Regions from separate parts of the Mus musculus genome. Here all the other regions are linked to region 7. A link is a contact called in public Hi-C and HiChIP or PLAC-seq data. All regions are on one chromosome and are shown on one strand. Each heading gives the region's core, a stretch centred on a gene start, on an enhancer-like site or on the middle of the called end of the contact. The rest is flanking DNA. Distances are from core to core; before and after follow the strand shown.

What was found. Hi-C and Micro-C count contacts between places; a contact is called where the count stands out from the background. HiChIP or PLAC-seq counts read pairs in DNA pulled down with a chosen protein or histone mark.
Region 1: a Hi-C map of bone marrow-derived macrophages shows a contact between it and region 7, with 22 read pairs. The contact joins the enhancer-like site here to the promoter of 8430430B14Rik in region 7. A contact is called at or near these places in 9 of 39 promoter capture datasets (the C10 cell line, the SN4741 cell line, cranial neural crest and 4 more), 4 of 484 Hi-C or Micro-C datasets (bone marrow-derived macrophages, embryonic stem cells and group 2 innate lymphoid cells) and 9 of 115 datasets of contacts at active chromatin or transcription factors (the HPC-7 cell line, the NIH/3T3 cell line, acute myeloid leukemia and 5 more).
Region 2: an H3K27ac HiChIP or PLAC-seq map of embryonic stem cells shows a contact between it and region 7, with 2.4 times the contacts expected there. The contact joins the promoter of Kcng3 here to the promoter of 8430430B14Rik in region 7. A contact is called at or near these places in 1 of 484 Hi-C or Micro-C datasets (embryonic stem cells) and 1 of 115 datasets of contacts at active chromatin or transcription factors (embryonic stem cells).
Region 3: an H3K27ac HiChIP or PLAC-seq map of regulatory T cells shows a contact between it and region 7, with 3 times the contacts expected there. The contact joins the enhancer-like site here to the promoter of 8430430B14Rik in region 7. A contact is called at or near these places in 6 of 484 Hi-C or Micro-C datasets (the C2C12 cell line, CD4 T cells, bone marrow-derived macrophages and 2 more), 9 of 115 datasets of contacts at active chromatin or transcription factors (CD8 T cells, T-cell acute lymphoblastic leukemia, double positive thymocytes and 5 more) and 3 of 9 other capture datasets (adipose tissue, embryonic stem cells and liver).
Region 4: a contact with region 7 is called in a FOXA1 HiChIP or PLAC-seq map of pancreatic cancer cells. The contact joins the promoter of Thada here to the promoter of 8430430B14Rik in region 7. A contact is called at or near these places in 10 of 39 promoter capture datasets (the C10 cell line, HPC-7-derived erythroid cells, the SN4741 cell line and 5 more), 1 of 484 Hi-C or Micro-C datasets (bone marrow-derived macrophages), 12 of 115 datasets of contacts at active chromatin or transcription factors (the 230-238 cell line, acute myeloid leukemia, bone marrow-derived macrophages and 6 more) and 3 of 9 other capture datasets (adipose tissue, embryonic stem cells and liver).
Region 5: a Hi-C map of bone marrow-derived macrophages shows a contact between it and region 7, with 5 times the contacts expected there. The contact joins the enhancer-like site here to the promoter of 8430430B14Rik in region 7. A contact is called at or near these places in 2 of 39 promoter capture datasets (embryonic stem cells and liver), 2 of 15 datasets of contacts at CTCF or cohesin (large pre-B cells and pro-B cells), 24 of 484 Hi-C or Micro-C datasets (B cells, ECoMG-derived neutrophils, the HL-1 cell line and 17 more), 16 of 115 datasets of contacts at active chromatin or transcription factors (the 230-238 cell line, DN3 thymocytes, the HPC-7 cell line and 9 more) and 3 of 9 other capture datasets (adipose tissue, embryonic stem cells and liver).
Region 6: a contact with region 7 is called in an H3K27ac HiChIP or PLAC-seq map of embryonic stem cells, with 8 read pairs. The contact joins the enhancer-like site here to the promoter of 8430430B14Rik in region 7. A contact is called at or near these places in 2 of 484 Hi-C or Micro-C datasets (bone marrow-derived macrophages and embryonic stem cells), 10 of 115 datasets of contacts at active chromatin or transcription factors (T-cell acute lymphoblastic leukemia, embryonic stem cells, extraembryonic endoderm stem cells and 3 more) and 3 of 9 other capture datasets (adipose tissue, embryonic stem cells and liver).

What each region holds. Positions count from the first base shown.
Region 1 is chr17:84,407,649-84,410,619 of GRCm38.p6, reverse strand. All of the region lies in intron 22 of Thada (thyroid adenoma associated), which reads left to right. Among named protein-coding and RNA genes, the nearest start is that of Gm24722, 18 kb to the right of the region's middle. Within about 2 kb of position 1,684, at least 46 of the 459 cell types and tissues checked have an H3K27ac peak or open chromatin away from gene starts, as enhancers often do. A contact at or near this core is called in the SN4741 cell line, bone marrow-derived macrophages, group 2 innate lymphoid cells and 1 more, where this site is marked.
Region 2 is chr17:83,630,505-83,633,264 of GRCm38.p6, reverse strand. It overlaps Kcng3 (potassium voltage-gated channel, subfamily G, member 3), which reads left to right and starts at 1,370. Exons shown (of 2, transcript NM_153512.1): 1 at 1,370-2,302. The coding sequence starts at 1,647.
Region 3 is chr17:84,331,287-84,334,347 of GRCm38.p6, reverse strand. Thada (thyroid adenoma associated) reads left to right here. Exons shown (of 38, transcript NM_183021.3): 28 at 191-322. Among named protein-coding and RNA genes, the nearest start is that of Gm24492, 45 kb to the right of the region's middle. Within about 2 kb of position 1,252, at least 93 of the 459 cell types and tissues checked have an H3K27ac peak or open chromatin away from gene starts, as enhancers often do. A contact at or near this core is called in the C2C12 cell line, CD8 T cells, bone marrow-derived macrophages and 5 more, where this site is marked.
Region 4 is chr17:84,464,773-84,467,472 of GRCm38.p6, reverse strand. Thada (thyroid adenoma associated) reads left to right here and starts at 1,265. Exons shown (of 38, transcript NM_183021.3): 1 at 1,265-1,379.
Region 5 is chr17:84,379,065-84,381,930 of GRCm38.p6, reverse strand. All of the region lies in intron 26 of Thada (thyroid adenoma associated), which reads left to right. Among named protein-coding and RNA genes, the nearest start is that of Gm24722, 11 kb to the left of the region's middle. Within about 2 kb of position 1,385, at least 9 of the 459 cell types and tissues checked have an H3K27ac peak or open chromatin away from gene starts, as enhancers often do. A contact at or near this core is called in bone marrow-derived macrophages, where this site is marked.
Region 6 is chr17:84,353,653-84,356,352 of GRCm38.p6, reverse strand. All of the region lies in intron 26 of Thada (thyroid adenoma associated), which reads left to right. Among named protein-coding and RNA genes, the nearest start is that of Gm24722, 36 kb to the left of the region's middle. Within about 2 kb of position 1,267, at least 29 of the 459 cell types and tissues checked have an H3K27ac peak or open chromatin away from gene starts, as enhancers often do. A contact at or near this core is called in embryonic stem cells, extraembryonic endoderm stem cells and microglia, where this site is marked.
Region 7 is chr17:83,997,011-83,999,997 of GRCm38.p6, reverse strand. It overlaps 8430430B14Rik (RIKEN cDNA 8430430B14 gene), which reads right to left and starts at 1,446. Exons shown (of 2, transcript NR_130994.1): 1 at 1,293-1,446.

The DNA.
Region 1 (2,971 bases), core at 435-2,934, 410 kb before region 7:
TTACTGTGGCTTCTTTACTCGTCTGTTCATTGTTGCCTGTGCCTGCAGCTAAGGCCAGAGTCGTCTCCTGATGCTGTAACGCACAGGCTGTGACCCAATGTGGGAGGTAAAATGGCCTCTGTTGATAATGTCACCTTTTTACCAGCTTGCATGTGTGCAAATCCCTCTTCTGATTTAAAGTTTCTCCATACTTCAGAGTTATGTTCCCTTTTAAACATTTTTTGTAATGCATATGTCTTCTGTCCACATCTTTCATTGTTTAGTTTATTTGAAAGAAAAAACATGAACCTTTAAATAATAAACATAATACCTGAAAAAAGAATGAATAAAGAATTTTACTTAAGAAATAATTGGACATTACCAAAAGGGTTTCAGGAAATTGAATACCTCAATTAACAACAACTAACAAGTAATATAATAAAATCCAAACTCAACAAGGAGCTAGCCATGGTGGATGTAGGTGGATGGAGCCATGGTGGATGGAAGAAGCAGCTGAAAAGCTGCTTTATACCCAGAGAATCTAATTTATGGGTACAAAAGAGTCTAATGACCAATTAGTGGGATGTATGATGTATGTAACTTGATCTTGTGTTGTGGGGGTTTTCTTATCTTAAGGTACTTGTCTACTAAGAGTGAGATAGATGGATAGATGGTGGACTAATCTATTTGTGGAACAATAAATTGCTTTAGTGTTCTGCTCATGATAACACAGAGGCCTGGACACCAGCCTTGTGCATTTCTACTGCTTTTCTAATTTTAACATGTTGAAAATTATTATTATTTTCTGTTCTGAATATTGAATCTCAAGCATTGGCATTATAAGAAAGAGCTATACCATTGAGGTTAACCCCAGCTCTCTGTTTACTATGGGCTGAGACCGTGCCACTTGAAGAGGAGAACAATCATACAAACCTTTCTTCTGGCCCCTGCTGGATTGTTATGAAGAAAGTTACTGTGGCTTGGTTTTTTTGCCACCTTGGTTTGAAGTAATAGACAGAAGAAAAAAAAAGGTAGAAATTTAAGTGAGTTCCACCACTACCTTGCTAACAGCAGTACAATATCTAACCTGTGTGAGATATATACTCTTTTCAGTAAGCGGAATTTCACTCACTACATATAATGCTGCCTTCTGATTTGTTGTGAAAGTCTAGGGGGTTTTAGGTGTGAAAGAGTTTAGGAAATTAGACATATTTCTTTTTATTTTTTTTAATTCTTGTTATTTTTGTGGGTGATGTATTTGTGTGGTTATGTACACGCTGTCATGTGTGTGTGCCGAGCAGAGGGTAGCTTGTGGGAGGGAGCTGATTAACTCTCTCTGTTACATGGGTCCTAGGGTCTCATGTGGTAAATGATTTTACCTGATCAGCCATCTCCACAGCCTTGGAATTGGGGGCATTTTTGTAAGTTTCCTTTAGAATTGGTAAACTGATTTTATAGGTGTTATGTGTAAATTAATAATATTTAACTACTAAATTCATTTTTGATGAGACTTGAACACTTCTTAGTAAGGAACTTGAAATTGTATGGTATTCTTGAGACTAAGGACATACGGTGTGTTTTGTATGAGTTTGACAAAGGTTGTCAAAGCAACAGAGTCTTCAGACAAAGATGCTGTCTACTCTTTAATTGGGAGGCATTTGCTGACAGAAGCAGGACATTGGAATTCCCCTGGTCTGTGGTTGGTGATGACATAGTGTGGGCAGAAGCCATCTCTTCACTCAGGATATTTCCTCTTCTCCTTACTGACCCCTGGATTGTGTGATGAGGAACCAAAACAAACAACTAGAATTTGCTGCATTGTTCTTGGGTGTCTTTCCTGGCTTCATTTTACCTGGCAGTTTCTTCCTTATCACAACAGTAACCCTGGTGTTTTGAAATCACATCCTTATAAAGCAATCTTTCCTTGCTGGGGAATGACAGAAGATCCATTGAAGAGCAAGAACTTGAGGGTGTTTTCATTTTCTAGCTATTGCGACCTCATGTTGTGAAGTCTTAAGGTTGTAGCCTCTCCTTCTACACCTGCCTTTGCAGTTTTGTGCCCACCAGAAGACACAACTAATGTGCAGCAGCTGCCACCTACCCTGCTTGTTTGGTTTATTTGAATTTAGTCATTCAACAAAGATTTTAGAACCTCTTCTGAAGTATGCTAGATGTTGTGCTGAACAAGCTCTTGGGATCACTGAAAATCCGATGTCCTAGGCTGGAGTGACTGGGAACCTAGAGAATGTTTGTAGCCTGTGCGTGAAGGCTTATGTGAGGTTATGGTAAGATGTTAGGGGCAGTTCTCACCAGGGCCTTTAGGAACTTTGTATGTTTAGGGTGATACCTCCCCTATTTGTAGCAGTCACTAAAGAAGCAAAAGAATATCTCTTTGAGACAGGATTTCTATGTAGCTCTGACTAGTGGAGCTGTGTAGACTAGGCGTGGCCTTGAACTCAGAGATCCTCGTGCCTCTGCTTCCTGAGTGCTGAGATGAAAAGAGCTTGCCCACCACACCATGTGTCTTGATTTTTCAAAGCATCTTTGTAATGATTTTCTTTTTTAAACCCTCTGTTCATAGCCACACAAGTAGCTGATAAAACCCGAACTAAAATCCAAATGAGGGGAGGGCGAGTATTTATCTAGGCTGCAGCTGAGGAGACCCTTGTTGATCTTACTGGATGTAAGGAATTGTGACAGGAGGCTGTTAGGAGAGGGGAACAATAATGGTAAAGTGTGAGCCTTACTTGAATGGTACAGAAGAGCTTTATTTGAGTGTGTGTATGTGTTCATGTGGTTCCACCTGCATACAGGTGCTTGTAGAAACTACAAGGTGTCATTCTTTTGAAACCCTCACCTTGTTCCTGACCTGGTGCTCACCAGGTAGGTAGGCCATGCTGGGTGGCCGGCCAGCCCCTTGCAAGGATCTCCCCTTCTCTGCTTTACCAATGCTGTGGATTCCAGAGCATGTGGCTCTTTTATACGGCTCCCA
Region 2 (2,760 bases), core at 121-2,620, 370 kb after region 7:
TAGTAGCTACTTAGCAGATAAATAACTCTTGTTTTTGAGCTTTTAATCACATTAAGTGCTTAAAAAAAAATGATCCAAGTCTAGGGATAAACAGCTTATGGAGATTTTCATTCTCTAAGAACCACCCAGGGTGACTTTGTCAGAAAGAGAACTCAAATTTGCAGGCGGCTGTTTTCACTAACATCTATCCGAGAAGCAGAGCAAATGACTCCTTATGGTGACCTCTAGCGGGCACGGGGCAGTCCTACAAAATTAGGAAAGTGGAGGGGGAAAGCAAAACCCTTCCCCAGGTACTCCATGGTCACAGGAGCCCATCTCACCCCTCCACCCTCCCTATTCATTTTTATTTCCAGGGTTTGTTTTGCATCTAACGCCGTCTCCCTTATATATAACTCACCTGTTTCTTGCCTTTGACGGGCTGGGTTGCCGGTGTCGGATGTGTAAACTGCTGTTTAAAATAATGCCTGCCAAGTCGAACCCCACTCCACCAAGCCTTAACCCTGCCTCTGCATTTGAAGGCCGGTGCCGCAGTCGCACGGGGGTGCTACGGGGAGGGAAGGAGTGGACATCGAGATAGCATGAAAAGGAGAATGCAAGATCGAGGCAATAAGACATTCTGGTCTTGCCAGTGAAAGAAAATTCTCTCCAGACTGCTACCCGACTCCACCGGAGGCATCGTGAGAGCGGTGTAGGCGCCTTCTTAGGACCCCAAGGCTGGGAAAGATGGGGGACTAGGGCGAGTCCGTTGGCCCATGGCATCCCTCAGGGAGCAGGGGGTGGGGAGAGCTTGGTGCGCGGCCGCCTTCGGAGCGCACGGCACGTGGGGTGCCCCACGCGCGGAGAGGAAGCGCAAAGTCTGCAGGCAAAGCCGCGACTGGGTTGCCTGCTTTGAGAAATCCTTTGGGGCGGCCTTAGAAGCCGACCAGGGTTTCCAACAGTCTCTGGCAAAGGCTCATCCAGACGCCGTCTGCTCCCTACTTCAAACCTCGCACCTTGGTCCTCACCTCAGCACCCCTCCTTCCCTCCTGTCTCCTCCCTTCGGGGGACTCTTTAAAGGAGCCTGGGGGAGGTGTGTCCATCATCCGGATGGCCCCGGGGCTCCCCGCAGCTCGCATCACGCCCTGCGCACCCCTCCCGGCCACTGCGGGCGGGGGCGCACGGCGTCACGAGGCGGGGAGCCCGAGGTCCGGGGCGGGGCGCCGGGGAATCCCAGCCGGAGCGAGCCGGGAGGTGCGGGCGCGGGCGGGCAAGGAGGTGCGCGCGGAGGGAGCGGAGCGCGCGGAGCCGGCGGGCGAGGAGGAGGACGGCGAGGGAGGCCCCGCCCCCGCCTCCCGGAGCCCGCTCCTCGCCGCCGGAGCCGGCTCACTTTGCCTTTCGCCTCTGGACGGCGGCGGGGCTGCGTGCGCCGGGGACCGGGCAGACCTGCCCACGGTGCCTCGGCTAACGTTCGCCCTCTGGGAGACCGGCGCCACCTGGAGCTGCGGCCAGCCACCCGGATTCGGGAGGGCGAACCCGGGAGCGAGGGGCGGCGGCACTGACACCGCGGGGGACGCGGGCGGTGCGGGGCGCGAGCCCCGGGGGAGCTCGGGCCCCGACGGCGCGGCCTCCCCGTGCGCGCGGCGGGCAGGCCCCCGGGGCGGCCAGCCATGACCTTCGGGCGCGGCGGGGCGGCCTCGGTGGTGCTGAACGTGGGCGGCGCCCGGTACTCGCTGTCCCGGGAGCTGCTCAAGGACTTCCCGCTGCGCCGCGTGAGCCGGCTGCACGGCTGCCGCTCGGAGCGCGACGTGCTCGAAGTGTGCGACGACTACGACCGGGAGCGCAACGAGTACTTCTTCGACCGACACTCGGAGGCCTTCGGCTTCATCCTGCTGTACGTGCGCGGCCACGGGAAGCTGCGCTTCGCGCCGCGGATGTGCGAGCTCTCCTTCTACAACGAGATGATCTACTGGGGCCTGGAGGGTGCGCACCTGGAGTACTGCTGCCAGCGCCGCCTAGACGACCGCATGTCCGACACCCACACCTTTCACGCGGCAGACGAGCTGGGCCGCGAGCAGCCTCGTCCCGCCGGACCCGAGGCGGCCCCCTCCCGGCGCTGGCTGGAGCGCATGCGGCGGACCTTCGAGGAGCCCACGTCGTCGCTGGCCGCGCAGATCCTGGCCAGCGTGTCCGTGGTGTTCGTGATCGTGTCCATGGTGGTGCTGTGCGCCAGCACGCTGCCCGACTGGCGTGCGGCGGTTGCTGACAACCGCAGTCTGGATGACCGGAGCAGGTACTCCGCCAGCCCTGGGAGGGAACCCTCCGGGTAGGACGCACTGCTTTTTTTGCCCGTCCAGTCCGTCCAGTCCCGTCTATCCGTGCCGTCCGTCCGTCCGGTCTCCGTCCTGTCTGCCTGGCAGCTCAGCTAGGCTTTTTTCCTGCCCCAGGAGGTCCCTGGCGCTCCAGCCGAGGGGTGTGAGGAATCTATGGGTCCCCAACCCCGCCCCCTTTTCACAGGCGCAGCCTGTGGTTGTGCTTGGGTCTCACCTTTTAGAGTAAAACCTCCAGGCTTTGTGTTTTAGTTCTGACCAAATAGCAACCTGCTAATTAGATTTTCCAAACTTTTATTGCTAACACGCAATAATTTGCACGATGATTCAGTTTGAGCTAAGAGCTCTTTGAAATATGTGCCAGTACTGGTGGTGTTTGAAAAGATGAAGTCTCATTTCGGTGAAATGTGGTCTGCTTCAGTGCCCACACATTCTGCACACCCTGCTCCCGGCG
Region 3 (3,061 bases), core at 3-2,502, 330 kb before region 7:
TCTTCCAGAGGTCCTGAGTTCAATTCCCAGCAACCACATGGTGGCTCACGACCATCTGTAATGGGACAGCTACAGTGTATTGATATAAATAAAATAAATAAATCTTAAAAAAAAAGTGACAAAATGTGTTTGAAAGCAGTGCCTGCCTTCTTCAGTCTGAAATCTTTTATGTGTAATCACTTTCCTTCAGTGAACTGGGAGAGCCTGATCGCCACCCTGGCATGTTCCTCTTACTCCTGGTGTTGGAGAGACTGTACCCATCGCCGATGGACGGCACATCATCTGCGCTCAGCTTGGCCCCTTTTGTTCCTTTCATTATCAGGTAGTGTCATATTGCAGGGAACTTGAGAGAATGTTCTATCTTGTTCTTATTTGGAGAATTATAATCAATATATTGTCTTAGGGAGCCATTTTGTGAAAGCAAGAGAGTGAAGCTTTCTGCTATTGCTCCTGACTGTTCTCCAGTGCTTTCTGAGCAGTTACCTGTGCTTAGCCCCTGGGTGTGGGCGCCTATGGCTGTGTTGATAGTGTTTTCCTTGGAGACCGGCTAGTGGGTGTGTGATGTTGATCGGAAGTATCCCTTTTGAAAACACTGCCTATGGTTTGTATTGAACAGTATTGGGCCAGCCAACACAGGTATGCTGGGCGGGCTTGATCCTAGCATGTATTCCCTGCCCTGTGGTTTAAAAGAATATTAAGGCACCTGGCTCTTTACTCTGTGGAAGTCAGAGCAACCAGGACCTGGTGTGCCTGTGGCAATGCCACTTAGCCCATTGTCCCACTTAATCTTCTGTTTCAAACTTGGGGTGCCTAAAAGAGATGCAAAAGCATAATGCATGTGGGTGCACACCAACTACAGGATACATCACCAAAGGCCCCAGTACCTCTTCTGAAATGGCTGTCACTTTTTAGTTTTTGACTGTGCACCTTAACGTGTGATCCTCAAAAAGCATTTGTGTTTTCCTATGACTCACTTTAGAAGCTATAATATTATTATCAGCTCTTACTCTTCGGAGTTCTTGACTAGCATGTGCCTTTCATGGATCTATTGAAATTTGAGATGGACTTGGGGAAGCACAAGAACACAAAGCTTGAGTGTGTTTATTATTTGTGCAGCATCTTGTGTTCTGCTTCCTGGGCTCACATAGTTGACTTACGCATTTCCATGTGAGAAACCATGAAACACGAGGTTCTGACATGTGATGCTGTGGCCATTTGTTTGCCACCAAGCCTGGGCTGTGGTTGTGCTATCTGTGATCACAGAGGTGACTCACTGGGACTGGCTTGGTTTCCGATACAAAGTTACCGTCTGCCTCCTCCAGTATTGGGTGATTCATTTTAGAAATTTGGTGGTAAATTTTACTTTCAAGAGCCTTAAAAGTGTTCTCTTTCATGAACATTTGTGTGTATTTGAGGGGAGGATGCAGCTAAGCAGTGTTTCAGAAAGTTGATAAAAGGGAAAAGGTACAAACAGTATCAGCGCCATTAGAAATCAAGATGTGCTGTGCACCATCGGCTATGTCGAGACCATTCATTCTGCAGAGGCTTTTACCACACCATCTGTTGTTGGTTGTTCCTAGAGACAGGAAGTTGCTACATTGAAAATACTCTTCCAAATGGACCTACTTATATATAATCTGAGTATGTGCATGGTCCTGAGAGATAGTCAAAGATTACAGTAGTATAGAAGATTTAAATACTACTCTGAAACCAGGTTGTAGAGAGCATTGAAGTCCTTAGTAAGTGTGTGTTGTTGACATAGGCATGACCATGTCAGTGAAGCTGGTGCCTGGCCCCATGGGTGAAATTTCCCTGGATAAGATTCAGAGAATGGCAGCACCTTCCTCTCAACCATGTGGGGATGGTGATGGTGACTGCAGGAAATGTTCACAGCTACTCCGCACCACCCGCGTTGGGAGCCCAAGTTCATGGCCTAAAGATTGCTCCCCTACAAAGAGACTGCTCCTACTAAGATTAGCTAATCCTGTCTCCTTTTTCAGTTGTATATGGTAACCCTGCTTCCTTCTTCAGCTGGCTGTGTGCAACACCCTTACCTCCCTGTCCAGTTATATATAAACATACTGAGCTTCCAGTGCACTGCAGCTTCCCCAATAGAGAGTCTAGACCGCCTGATCCCATATATTCTGTGTGTCTGGTATGTCCTTTCCTCATTACCTAGTTAGGGTTCCAGGCCCCAAGCTGTGCAAGGATGTATACCAGGAACTGAGAACATCATCTGGGTTAGTTTGGTTGGTTTAGTTTGTGTTGTCTGTTTCACAGTGTTGGGGATCAAACCCAGGGCCTTGCTCGTGCTTGGCAAGCTCTAGCATTGAGTTGCATCCTCAGCCCTGGTATGTAAGAGTCTACCCAGGAGGCTGGGAAGATGCTTTAGCAGTTCAGAACACTTGTTCTTGCAGCAGACAAAGGCTCCGTTTCCGCTATTCAGATGATGGCTCACAACTGCCTGTAATTTCAGTTCCAGGGAATCCAGCAACCTCTTCTACGCTCCACAGACACCAAGTACGGCCATGATGCGCACATATATTTGCAGGCAAAATACACATAAAATCAATAAATCTAAGATTTTTAAGGACTTTAGCTTATTTCTCTGATACTGTTTTGTTTGTTTGTTTGTTTTTGTTTTTGCCAGCCTGAATCTTAGAGGTAGCTGATTTGGTTTTTCTGGTCTGTATGGGCAGTTCTTTGCTATCCAGCCCCTTCCTCCATGAGTGCAGTGCCTTCACATATAGCCACTCCCTCTGCGTTGTGACAGCATGAAGCAGAATAATGGGGCTTTACAGGAGCTCCAAGAACTGCTTGACTACAGTTTACCAGCGCCTGTTTGTCGTGCTCTCTAAAGGGTTAAAGGAAGGGCCTGGAGCCTTTCAGTTCCTTTCACAGGCAAATTTCAAGCTTCCACTGAAACATTACAGGAAAGCGTATAGTACCATCCTAGAGCGCCATGACTCTGGAGTCCTGGAGAGCAAAGGCCTGGACTGAGGAGGCTCGGCTTCAGAGTGCTCTGCCACTTCTAATTGTGACCCTTGCATGCTGCGGTGTT
Region 4 (2,700 bases), core at 16-2,515, 470 kb before region 7:
AATGCCAAAAGATGTGAATCGGTGGATAACAGACACAAAATCAACCAAGCTATTGTTTAGTGATACTGTAAGACCCCTGAAGCTTGGCCTCCGCTCAAGTCCCAGGATAAGTTGGCCAGCACCCCAAAGACGGGAGAGAAAATCACACTGATGCAAACTGCAAGAGGTTTTATTATCAGCTAGCTGAGGACAAACTCCTTCCGCCATGCAGGTCAGGGGAGTTTGACCCGACCCCGATGACCCCAGTGACAGTAGGGGGCTTTTAATAGCTAGCTGAGGAGTTGGGAAGAGTTGGGCGGAGTGTCCTTGGTGAAATTTACAAGGCAGAAGGAGTGGGGAGTGAGTTCTTTCTGAATTTTTATCTTCCCCTAACCCTAACCCTGAGTCCTTGGCACAGGAAGCCAGGCAAGTGCTGGCTGGGTCTTTTACAATTATCGCATCTCTGGTTGTAAAGTATAGAAACAAAAAGGCTTTTTGCTGGCTATAGAGAACAAAGAGCTTCTTTCTAGCTGTATTTTTATAGGTCAGGGAAAACAAGCTTGGGGAAATGTTTTAGGGGCTTTACCTTTCAAGGAGAAACGCTTTAAGTCAGGGTCTCACAATACACGTGGCAAAACCACAAAGAAATACAAAGTTTGATAGAAAAGCCATCCACCTGATGAACCTAATTTTCATTGTTTTTCCCAACTATGTATCTCAGAGCCCAGGCCAGCATCCCGGCCTTTTCAGCATCTTGTCCGTTCTGTGATCTTGTCCCTTGTCCCAGCTCCTTACTAAGGTGATATAGGTCTCTAATTTTTACTCAGTTTTAAAGGACTGGACTGCAAGATAGTCTGTGAGTTGTGTAAAAGATGCAGCCTTTAAGGCAGCGTTTAAGGCTCGGACAGTGGAGTTCAAGTCGTTGCTCTTGGCTTCAGTTCCCGTCCCTGGCACAACCGTCCCCGAGTGTAGATTTTGCCTGTCTCTGCGCTGGGCACAGTGAATGTAGAAAGTCTGGGTTGGAACAGAAATGTCGGCCTGACACCTAGAGGTGTGGAGGCTGCTGCTCTGCCAGCCAGAAGGAGGTGAGGGGCATGCAATTCCCAGCAGTCACCATCATAGGCTCGCTTATCAAGAACTGTTTAGTCGCGGGCTCTCTAAATCCCCTCGCAAACGCCCTCTTTGATGACGTCACAACCCACCCTCACTTCTGATTGGAGGAGCGGCACTCGGCCGCTCTCGCGATATTTCCGTGCCAGCTTCCAGCCCTGCCTCCCTTCGCCGGGGACCGGTTTTTGGATCGCGCACCACGTTACAAGCCGCAGGGACGCGGTAGACTTGACGGGCTTCCGGGTCTCGTCCAGAGGTGGCGACGCTTTGCAGACGTCCTCGGGCACGAGGTTTGGCTCGCGGGCGCGCTGCCTGCCAGGCACGCGGGCGCGGGGGACCGACTTCGCCACAGCGCGGCCGGGGCAGCTTGCAGGCCACCCCGAGGGTGCCAGCCGTGGCTTCCGGGCGCTGAGGTCTCCATGGAGACAGACAGCCCTTGAACCACGTTTTCATCCGTCCTTCTGTCAGTCTTTGGACTCCACGTGGGAGGCGGTCGGGAAGGTGTAGATGTAGATGGGCGGGAAGCAGCAAGTGGCACCTATGGGCAGATGCCCATCAGGCTGAACCGGGATTTTCGGCTCTGGGCCGGCCCAGTTCACCCGGACACACGTTTACCCTTAGAACGCGCAGAATCACCGAGTCTATCTCTGTGTAGTCCCTAGGACTCCGGGATCAAATACTGCTGCAAACTTGCCATTTCAAATCACAAGTGTCCCCTCAGTTTCCTTCCTCAGTACTTTCTCAGTACTTTGCACGCTGGCTGCTCGTTTGGGAAATTATTTCCCTAAACTTAACCCAGAACTTCAAGGCCTTTCCTTGTTGTCTCTCTGTCTGGCTGTGTTCATTAACTTTTTTGCTTGACTGCTCATTTGCCGTTGCTGTAGTGACTTGCCGTCCAAATGGACTATAAATGCTTCAGTTTCTGGAGCGGTATGCCACTTAGCTGTAGCATGTCCTTTTAGGTACCAGGTAGCCCACCTTCCTTCTAAAAGTATATATGTCCCTCCTATAATATCTCTAGCAATTGTTAATTAAGAATTCCTTGATTTAGTTCATGAAATTTTAATAAAGCATTTACTACATGCATGAACGACTAAGGAGTTAAGAACGGGAACACTGAACACAACTATTCAGTTCATTGCAACCTTTATGGAGCTTAGTGCTAGGAAAAACAGGCAATAGACAGGTGTGCCAGTTAGTGTAATCTTAGGTAGTAATACATGCTGTGAAAGAAATCTGAAATGAATGGCAGAGGAAGCTGGGGCCAGATTGTTTTCAGGCCATACACCCAAATTTGGATGTAACTAATGCATTTTATTTAGTGCAAGGGAAAACCTTTGGGAAGTTTATAAGCAAGTGCATGGTTAGATTGCTTTGATTCTTCAGAGACAAGTAGGGACAACAAGGAAGCTATGTCAGGAGTTTAAGTGACGCATGCTGAGTCGTTTTCTGCCTGGGAGGGTCTGCAGGTAGACCATTCCTCAGTGGCCACGGAGGTCTGCCTTTGACTTAAGCTGGAATCTGTATCCTCAAAGCTTTCGTAGAATGTCTAATTATTAAATGGGACAAAAGAAATCTCTCCTTCAAAGCAGCACCTCATTTAAGGACAAC
Region 5 (2,866 bases), core at 136-2,635, 380 kb before region 7:
GATGAGTAGATCTGGGTACATGCGAGAAATCCAATCTAAAAAGGAAAATAAAATTTGATTTACTGCTATGCACCTTCTTTATTTTGTCTTCTTAAAGAGAAACGCGTAGAAAGATTTTGTACAGTGTAAGAAGGAAATGTGTCTGTAAAAACATTATTAGACCCAACTACATGGATCTCAGTGACTGTGGAAAGACACTGCATGACTTTACTTTCTGGTGTGGAAAGGACAGAACCATTTTAGTTACTTCTTTTTCTATCTTGATGGCACAGATGTGCCAGCATCTTCTAAGGAGTGTCTTACGCTGCCCCGCACTCTGCTTCCTGGAAGATTGTGAAGCAGTTGCCAGACAGAACTACTTTTCTCTTGTTTTTCATGTTTTCTAGGAAAACAGATTCCACAAGTTTCTGTGGTTACCTACTCCATTGTTGAAGGAAGAACTGGATTCTCAAAACTCAAATTGAGAGCTGTGGAGTATGTGGGTTTTTGTGCTTTTGAAAATGTAATTATTAGAATTCACAATAGGTTGTTTGATTTGAACTGTTTAGTAGCTTGCAGCAAGTACTTATTTGGCCAAACTGAAACCAGAATTTTCCCAAAAGAATTCTCATTTTCTTCACTAAATGTGCATTTGTTGTGTCCTTACTCTGGACCAGGTACTAGAATACAGACAGGGATCAGAAGTATTCCATGCTGTGCTAAAGATGGAGCTCAATTGAAGGTCTGCGTGGCGTCCGCAGAGCCCTGGGTTCAGGCTCTAGTACCACTGAAACCCCAGGTGGTGATGAGTGCATAAAGTCCCAGCACTTGAGAGGCGAAGACTGGAAGGCTGGAAACTCAAGTTCATTCTTAAGAATTAGAAGCTAGGGCTGTAGAGTTGGCTCAGTGTCAAGAGTATTTGTTGTTGCAAGGACCCAGGTTCGAGTCTCAGCACCCACATGGAGGCTTACCACCTCAAAGACCAGCAACTGTGGTGCACAGACACACATGAAGGCAAAACTCTAATACACATAAAATAATAAAAATCTAAAATATTTTTAAAACATTTGTTTACTTATTTTATGAATATGAGTACACCACCATTGTTCTCTTCAGACACACCAGAAGGGGACATCAGACCCCATTACAGATGGTTGCGAGCCACCATGTGGTTGCTGGGAATTGAACTCAGGACCTCTGGAAGAGCAATTGGTGCTTTTAACCACTGAGCCATTTCCCCCAGCCCTAATTTTTTTTTTTTTAAGTTAGAAGCTAGCCTTGGTTACAACATTTTGTCTAAAATAATTTGAGAAGATGGAGGAGAAAAGGGAAGTTGTCATAGCCAGTAAAGGCATGAGTCGCATAAGCCTGAATATGTAAATTCAGTTTCTTGAACCCACAATGAAAGCAGAAGGAAAGAGTGATTACAGAGTTGATCCTGCCCCTCCCCATCATGCGCACGCGCACACGTGTACACACACACACATTCCATGTCCTTGGGGAAACTGAAGGGTTGATGAAGATTATCTGCTGTGTTCGAGTCTCTGTTGAAGGGCAGGAGAGGTTCCCTTGATGCCTACCCGTTTCCCATCCTGTGTTGTACGGGCCCGGCCTTCCCAGGCCCCCTTTACTTCATGCCTATGGAGGTAATGGAAGAACGGGCTTCAGTATCAAGGATTCCAGTATCATGCTGCAGAACCAGGAAGGTAGAAGTCTTGGATTCAGTTTGACTTACCCCACCAAGGTGCCAGTGCTGCTGTTAGACATTTGCCGTTTTTACAGTTAACTCTATAAAACTTTTATGTTTGATAATAGCTGGGTGCTATGGGATGAGAATTTGGGGGCTTATAAAACTTCTTTCCTGTAATGTGATTTCTTTTAGACTTAACTAAATATTTTTTATAGTCCATGCTTGTGTTTTTCATTCATGTCTTTAATTAAAGCCAGTCTTGATTGTAACAGCCATCATTACTTGGTTTTATCCTAAGACCCTAAGACATAATAGTGCTTTTCACACTTTGTAGATGTGAAAATTGAGTTACAGGAAAGATTTGCTCAAGATCATGAGTAGCACTAGCAGTAAAAGTCAATGATTATTTTTAGCTCACATTAGTTTGACTAGAACATTTTTTAAATTGCAGGTTTTTCTAGTAGTAACAATAATACAAAACTGTATTCAGTGATTCTTTTGTAGAATATGAATTTTATTCTTCCAAGAAGATACTTCACTTATCATAGGCTTTTAAACGGTGATTAAAAATCAAGAGTCCCATGTTTTGATGTGGTTTAGAGGCATCATCCATTCATTGTCCACAGACGTTTATAGAGCATTAAGTTTCTGTTTTTTAGCCAGAGAAGAAAAGTGACTGCCTGTAAAGACTGAGAACTAAGGCTCATGGCCCGTGTTGCTGTTGTTGAGTCGCTCTTACAACTAGAGTGAAGTCTATGCTGACCCTTTGAGCCAGGGTAGAGATCCATATCTTAAGTTACTGTTCAATTCTCAGGTTCAAGAATTGTAGGAAGAAAACCACAAATAAAATTTTTAACTTAAAAAAAAATTCTTGAAAAGTAATACATTCATGAAATTGAAGAGGGATGTAGTCATTGTGTTCTTAAATATTGACTCTTGCACGGACCACGTAATCTTCGTTCTTAAGTACTGCTTCAGGCCATTGCCTGCTTTAATAACTCAGGCATTGTTGTTTTCGTTAGAGCATGTTCTATGGAATTTTGGCAATGCATGCATCCTCTTTCTGTATCTTAGAAAAGCACGAGTAAATATTTTTTCTTTGCTTTGGTGTTTTTGTAGCTTAAATTTTATATGAGCCAGACTAATATAATGTAATACCAAGATTACATAATTTAAGACGTCAGGGTTGCTTCCAGG
Region 6 (2,700 bases), core at 18-2,517, 360 kb before region 7:
AAAGTTAGAAGTTTGGGGGGAAACAAGTTGCAAGGCCTTCTCTTAGGAGCAAAAGGAGGCCAGGCTGAGGACCGCCTTCACACCCCTCCTTTCAGCAGAACAGCTGTGCTTTGTTTTAGTGTGGTAATTCGTGCTGCCATGATAGCATGCACACAACAGGTTTTACCATCTCTACCATTTGTTAGTGCACAGCTGAGTGATTGATAGAAGCCTCTTTCTTTTACTCTCAGCATTCCTTGGTTGTCTGTAGGCTTTTTATGATTTCTCTTTTATAATCCAAACAATTTCAGCCCCTAACACTGCTTTTTTAAAAAGAGACAAGGTCACCGTGTCGCCCAGGAGGATTGGAATCTCTGACCCTCCTGGCTCTACTTCCCAAGTGCTGGAAAATAGCACTTCCACCCAAGCTTAGTCAGTGCGGGAAGTGAACCAGCTGAGGTACATCCCAGCACTTGAGAGGCAGAGGCAGGAGGATCTCAGTGAGTGTGAAGCTAGTCTGACAGTGAGTTACAATCTCAAAAAAAGGTATAAATTTTAAAAGATTATGAAAGGAACCAAAATTTTGTACTTGTTACAAATCTCATTCCAAAGTGAAGAAAACTAAAATGCAAAAACAAAGTTTTTGGTTATTTTTTTAAGAAAAGTGAGGTCATAAAGTTCAATAGTGCTCGCTTTCTTAGCTGCCAATGCAGCTTTCTGCCTGGCATGCATTTCTTGATGTGACTTAGGTCTTTTTTGATGCCTTTTCATTTCTTCTTTCCCCATTCTCCAACTGCTTCTGTCATCTGTTTTTATATATTTAACTTTTTACTGGCTCTTTGTGATTGCCACATCCTGCATCCCAATCCCACTCACCTTCCTGTCCTCTTGCACCTGCCCTCCACCCTGGACCTGGCCCTGCCAGCTCAGTCGGGCTACCGGTTCTCCAGCTTGGGAATGAGGATTAAAAAGAAAAAAGACAGAGGACATTATAGCAACGCCTTAGTCCATTCTGAGACTTTCCCAATCCACTTTTTATACCATTTTAATTACATGCAAGTATTACAATGAGTAGTACAATGAGGAATCAAGCAAGACAATAGTCAAGGAACAGGCAAGACGATAAACACAAAGCCCCATGATCACTCCGCTGATAGCTGTTTCAAAGGATGATCAAAATATCTGAGCCTACTTCTTTGTTCTACCTTAAACTTAGATTCTTACTTCCTTGTCCTTGGCCAATGTCAGATGACTGCCTGAAGCCCATTTCCTTGTCATTGGCCAAAGTCAGATTCCTGCCAGGTGGCACCCCAAAATGCTCTCCACACTTCAGCATTGCCCTGGCTAGCTCACCCAGTGCCTCAGTCTGCAAAGGACACAGAGCCAGGTCTACCACTCTCATGCCCTCTGGCCATTTCACCCATTCCCAAACCAGCAGAGCCAGCTCTATTGTGCTACCGAGGTAAGGTGCAATGAGGGCCTTCTCTTCCTCATGCTGTTGTAGATGTGGGGCTGGCAGCTCTCCCACCTGCCGTAGGTGGCAAGGGATGAGGGGGTTGGTAAGGAGGGCTTCTCGCCCTCACCCATACTACTGCATGGAAGACAGGTGTCAGTGCCAGCCCTCCCAATGCTCACAGCCTTGGGCCAGCTCACCTGCAATCCCCACAACCAGTACCAGCTCTACTGTGCTGCTCAGAAGCAAGTGAGGGCACCTTTCATCAATCCCTGCACAATGGGTTGTCAGGATAAGAAGCTTGCTTTTGTTTTGTTTTGTTTGTTTTGTTCTTAGAATATTCTGATTTTTCCCTCCCTTTTTTGGTGACAGTATCTTGAAATGTACTCTGGTTGTGAAGTCAGGGTTCTTCTTTGTCCCCATGTGTGGTGCAAGTCCTGGAAAGTGTCATCACCTCAAGGTCTCCTTATTTTTTTTTTCCTTTTTTTAAAGAATTACTTACTTATTTAAGTATATGAGTACACTGTAACTGTCTTCAGATACACCAGAAGAGGGCGTCTTTTAAGTCATAGTTCTACACATCAGGGTTCTTGGTTGATGGTTTTGTTTCAGCTACCACTCTGACTTCCAGAATATCTGCTGAGAAGTCTGTTGGCTCTGCCTCAGGCTCCTGTGGGGTGAAGGCCTGCTTCCCTTTCACGGCGTCTGCTCTCTTCATGTTGATGAGAGCATGCGTAGGGTGTAGCTTGCTGCTTCTCCGTCCCTAGAGTCTGCTGAGCTTCTTCTATGCTGATATTCACTTCTATTCAGACTTAAGGATTTTGCATAAGTTTCCCTTGGTCCCTATCCTTGCCCCTTTCTCCCTTTTCGTTAGAAGCTGATGGTGTTAATGGTGGTCTCCTTGGTGCTGCCCCATGGGCCCCATAGGCTCAGCCAGTGTTTTTCAAATCTTGTTTCTGTTCCTCTGACACAGTCTGTCAGTTGTCCTGTGTGCACTGTGAGCAGTATTCTCCTTTTCCTGTCAGTGAAATTTCCACTTTACTCTCTTTTTTGGCTCTAGAATTTTTTTCCTTATTTGTTTTTCTCTCTGTAGTAATATGTTTTGTTAATGCACACACACACATTTTTTACTTTTTCTGAGTCTTTCTTTAATTCCTCAAACATCTTTAAGACATTTGTTTAAACAGCTTTGTCTAGCAAGTCCACCCATATTGGTCTTTCACAGGGACAGTTTTTGTCTTTTTTTCCACTGTGAATGAGTAATACTT
Region 7 (2,987 bases), core at 197-2,696:
CTCTAATCTGACCACAGCCCAAGGTCCTAGGTCTGGACACAGTCTGTCACTGCTATCTTTCCTAACTCTGGGATCTGGACAAGTGATGGACTTGTGTCTCCTTTTTCTAATTTGTGAACGTGGCGTAGAACAGCCCCCTAGCGCATAAGCTATTAGGCTAGTCAACGGAGATCATGTTCAGGAGTGTGTGCTCCTATAGAAGGTGTCCCTCTCTACCTCTGCTCTTGGTATGTGTATCTCTTTATGCCTTCCTCCTTGCTCCTGGCCAAGCTTCACCATCATCCTCGTCCCTCTGGCACATAGTGAGTTAACTCCTTGGTCTCCATTAGGGGCGAGAGGAGGGGTCTACACCTATGTGGGTCTCCAGAGAGCTCCACATCACCTCGAGGGCAACATTCATCCATACATTGCATTTGCCTCTTTGACTCCTCCAGAGGACGAGGCGCCCAGTGGGGGAATTTTCAGTCCCTTCTGAAAGGGACCTCTCCTGAAAGCCGGGCTGGGCAAGCACAGGTAGTAGTAGAATATCCTTGAGCCCCACCCAGGGCCTGCGCCCTCCCCTCTCCTTCTCTTTGTCCCTTCCCTACTCCAGCCTCGCCTTGCCTGAAGCTGTGGGACACCCAAGGCCCCAGTCCTGAGAGCTTCCAGAGGGGCTGTAACCCTGGGTGCTGGTCAATGATTAATACTGAGCAAACTCAGGACCAGGCGAGGGCTCCCAGCAGGGCTGGGATCAGACAAAGGCCCCCCTGTCTGGCTGAGACACCATCTTGGTGAACAGTTACTGATTACCCTGTCAACTCCAGCAGAGAGGTGGGGTGGGTGGCTGCTATCTCGCCAGGGTGGAGGGTGCTCTGGAGGTGGGGGAACGTGGGTGGGAGATGGGTTAAGCTCTTGAGCTCCGGCTTCACTTTTATGAGCTGCACGGGGTGAGGCTGGTAGCATGAGGGTCTGCGGTGCTCAGGGTGTTTCCGTACCTGTCTGTCACAGGGTTGAGGAGAGACAGGTGCCTGCCTCCAATAACAGCTCTCGGCCACTCCCTTCTAACGTTCCAACACTTCCTCCCTTCCTTACAAAACCGGTTGTCTTCTTTGTGCTGGGCCATAGAATCCCCCTGGCTGCCCCACCACCACTTAGCCCCACAAACTTCTATGTTTTCCGCCTCACCTCGAAATGTTCTTAAAAATTCTTCCTCCCTCCCTTCCTCCTCTTCTTCCTCCTTCAGGAACCTCTGTCAGTTTCCTACCTTGTCATCCTGGTCTCCTCCTGCCTGGGTCCCGTCTGCTACATCTTACCTTAATGGTGCTCATCTCTTTCCAGGGTCTTCCTGCACTGGGCACCCTCTGCTTCCATGTCTTGCTGCCCAGCCTTCAGCGCACCACAGGTGCATGGCCTAGGCCAGCTCTGCCTGGCAAGTCGGGGGACTTCAGTTCCAAGGACAGAACAAGTAGGGAGTGAACAGAGTGCCAGGAGAGCTGGAGGGGCCCGTGGGACTCCTCCACACCCCTCGCTTTTCCTCTAGGACTAAAGACTGGAGATTAGGAGACAATGGGCATACCAGTGGGCACAGTTCACCCTGCACAGAGATGCTGGTGTCTATGATGTCCTTCATTGACAGAGCCACCTCGCCGTAGGCAAACACCCCAGCTAGGCATAAGGAGTACCTTCTGAGGGCCTGAGGGGGAATGCCATTGGGAGGTGAGGGGAGCTCAGAAGACCCCGTGGGGGCATTCCACTGCCAACTGCATCCCCCACTATCCTGGTCCTGGAGTTGCCTTAGCTTGTGAAGTTCATTAAGTCCAGACTTGCCCTGAGGACCTTAGCGATGAAGAACAAGGGCACCGAGACCCAAGTGAAAGGCAGGGAGAGCGAGGGCGAGACTAGTAAGTGGGCTACAGTGGGTGGATAAGGTGAGCGCCCAGGGGCCAGCTCCCCGGAGGCCAGCTCCTCTCTCCCTTGCCCAACAGGTTTTCTGGGCAGAAAACTCAGCTCCTAAATCTAATCTCAACAGGAGGGCGCCACCTGCTGTTGGGGAGGCTAATGTGCCCCTTGCAGATTGGACTGGAGAACTTGGCGTGGAGGCTCCTCAGGGAACAGATGCTCAGTTTGGGACTGTAGTGCATGGACTGAGCCTAGAAGACTCTCAGCAGGCTTAACTGCAAACCATGAGGCGCCTCCCTCCTCTTTGCCTTCTACGGCTCCACTCATTCCGGCCACCCTAAGGGAGTCTCTTGTCTTCAACTGGACCTCCAGTGTCCACAGCCCAGTGTCCTCAACCTCCTTCAAGGCTTCTTGTAAGAGCTAATATTGGGACGGGGGCTTCAGGGCCAGAATTCTTTCCCAGAAGCAAGCAGGGCTCAGCCTGCCGCTGGAGCCGGGCCGCTCTGAGATGGGCAGGGTGGGCTCCGCTACATCTTCCGCTGAGGAGTTGGGCTGACACCTTTGTGCCTCCTCCTAAAGGCCTCTTGGCATGTTTCTGCTCTAGGCAATAGCTGGGGACCCAGGTTCCCCTCCAGGACCACCTTCCCTGATACCCTACTATCTCACAAGACTGATTCCTTCATGCCTCACTAAATTCCTGCGCGACCTTACTGATTTCTAACGCCCCTTGCCTGGCTCACACATCTCTTCTGACCTGTCCAACTTCATTTGCAACACTCTTTCATGGTGTGGAACTCTACTTGGTGGGGCTTACTCCACACTCTCCAGTGGGGTTAGCTCCCATATGCATGGATTGCCACCCCCCCCCCCCCTTAGGCTTCGTAGATTGCCGTACTGGGAGCTTCCCGCATTAAATGGAGCTTCCTGAAAAGAGTCAGCCTCCATATCTACAGCCTAAGAATTGGGCAGGAGTGAACAAATGAGCACATGAGTAAATCCATAGCCAAAGGTGAGAACCCAAAAATGTAGTGTTCTGATCAAACAGAAGAGCAGCTGCTCAGGCCTGGCCCATGCTCTCGCTCCTTCTCTGAGTGCTATCTCCCACCCCG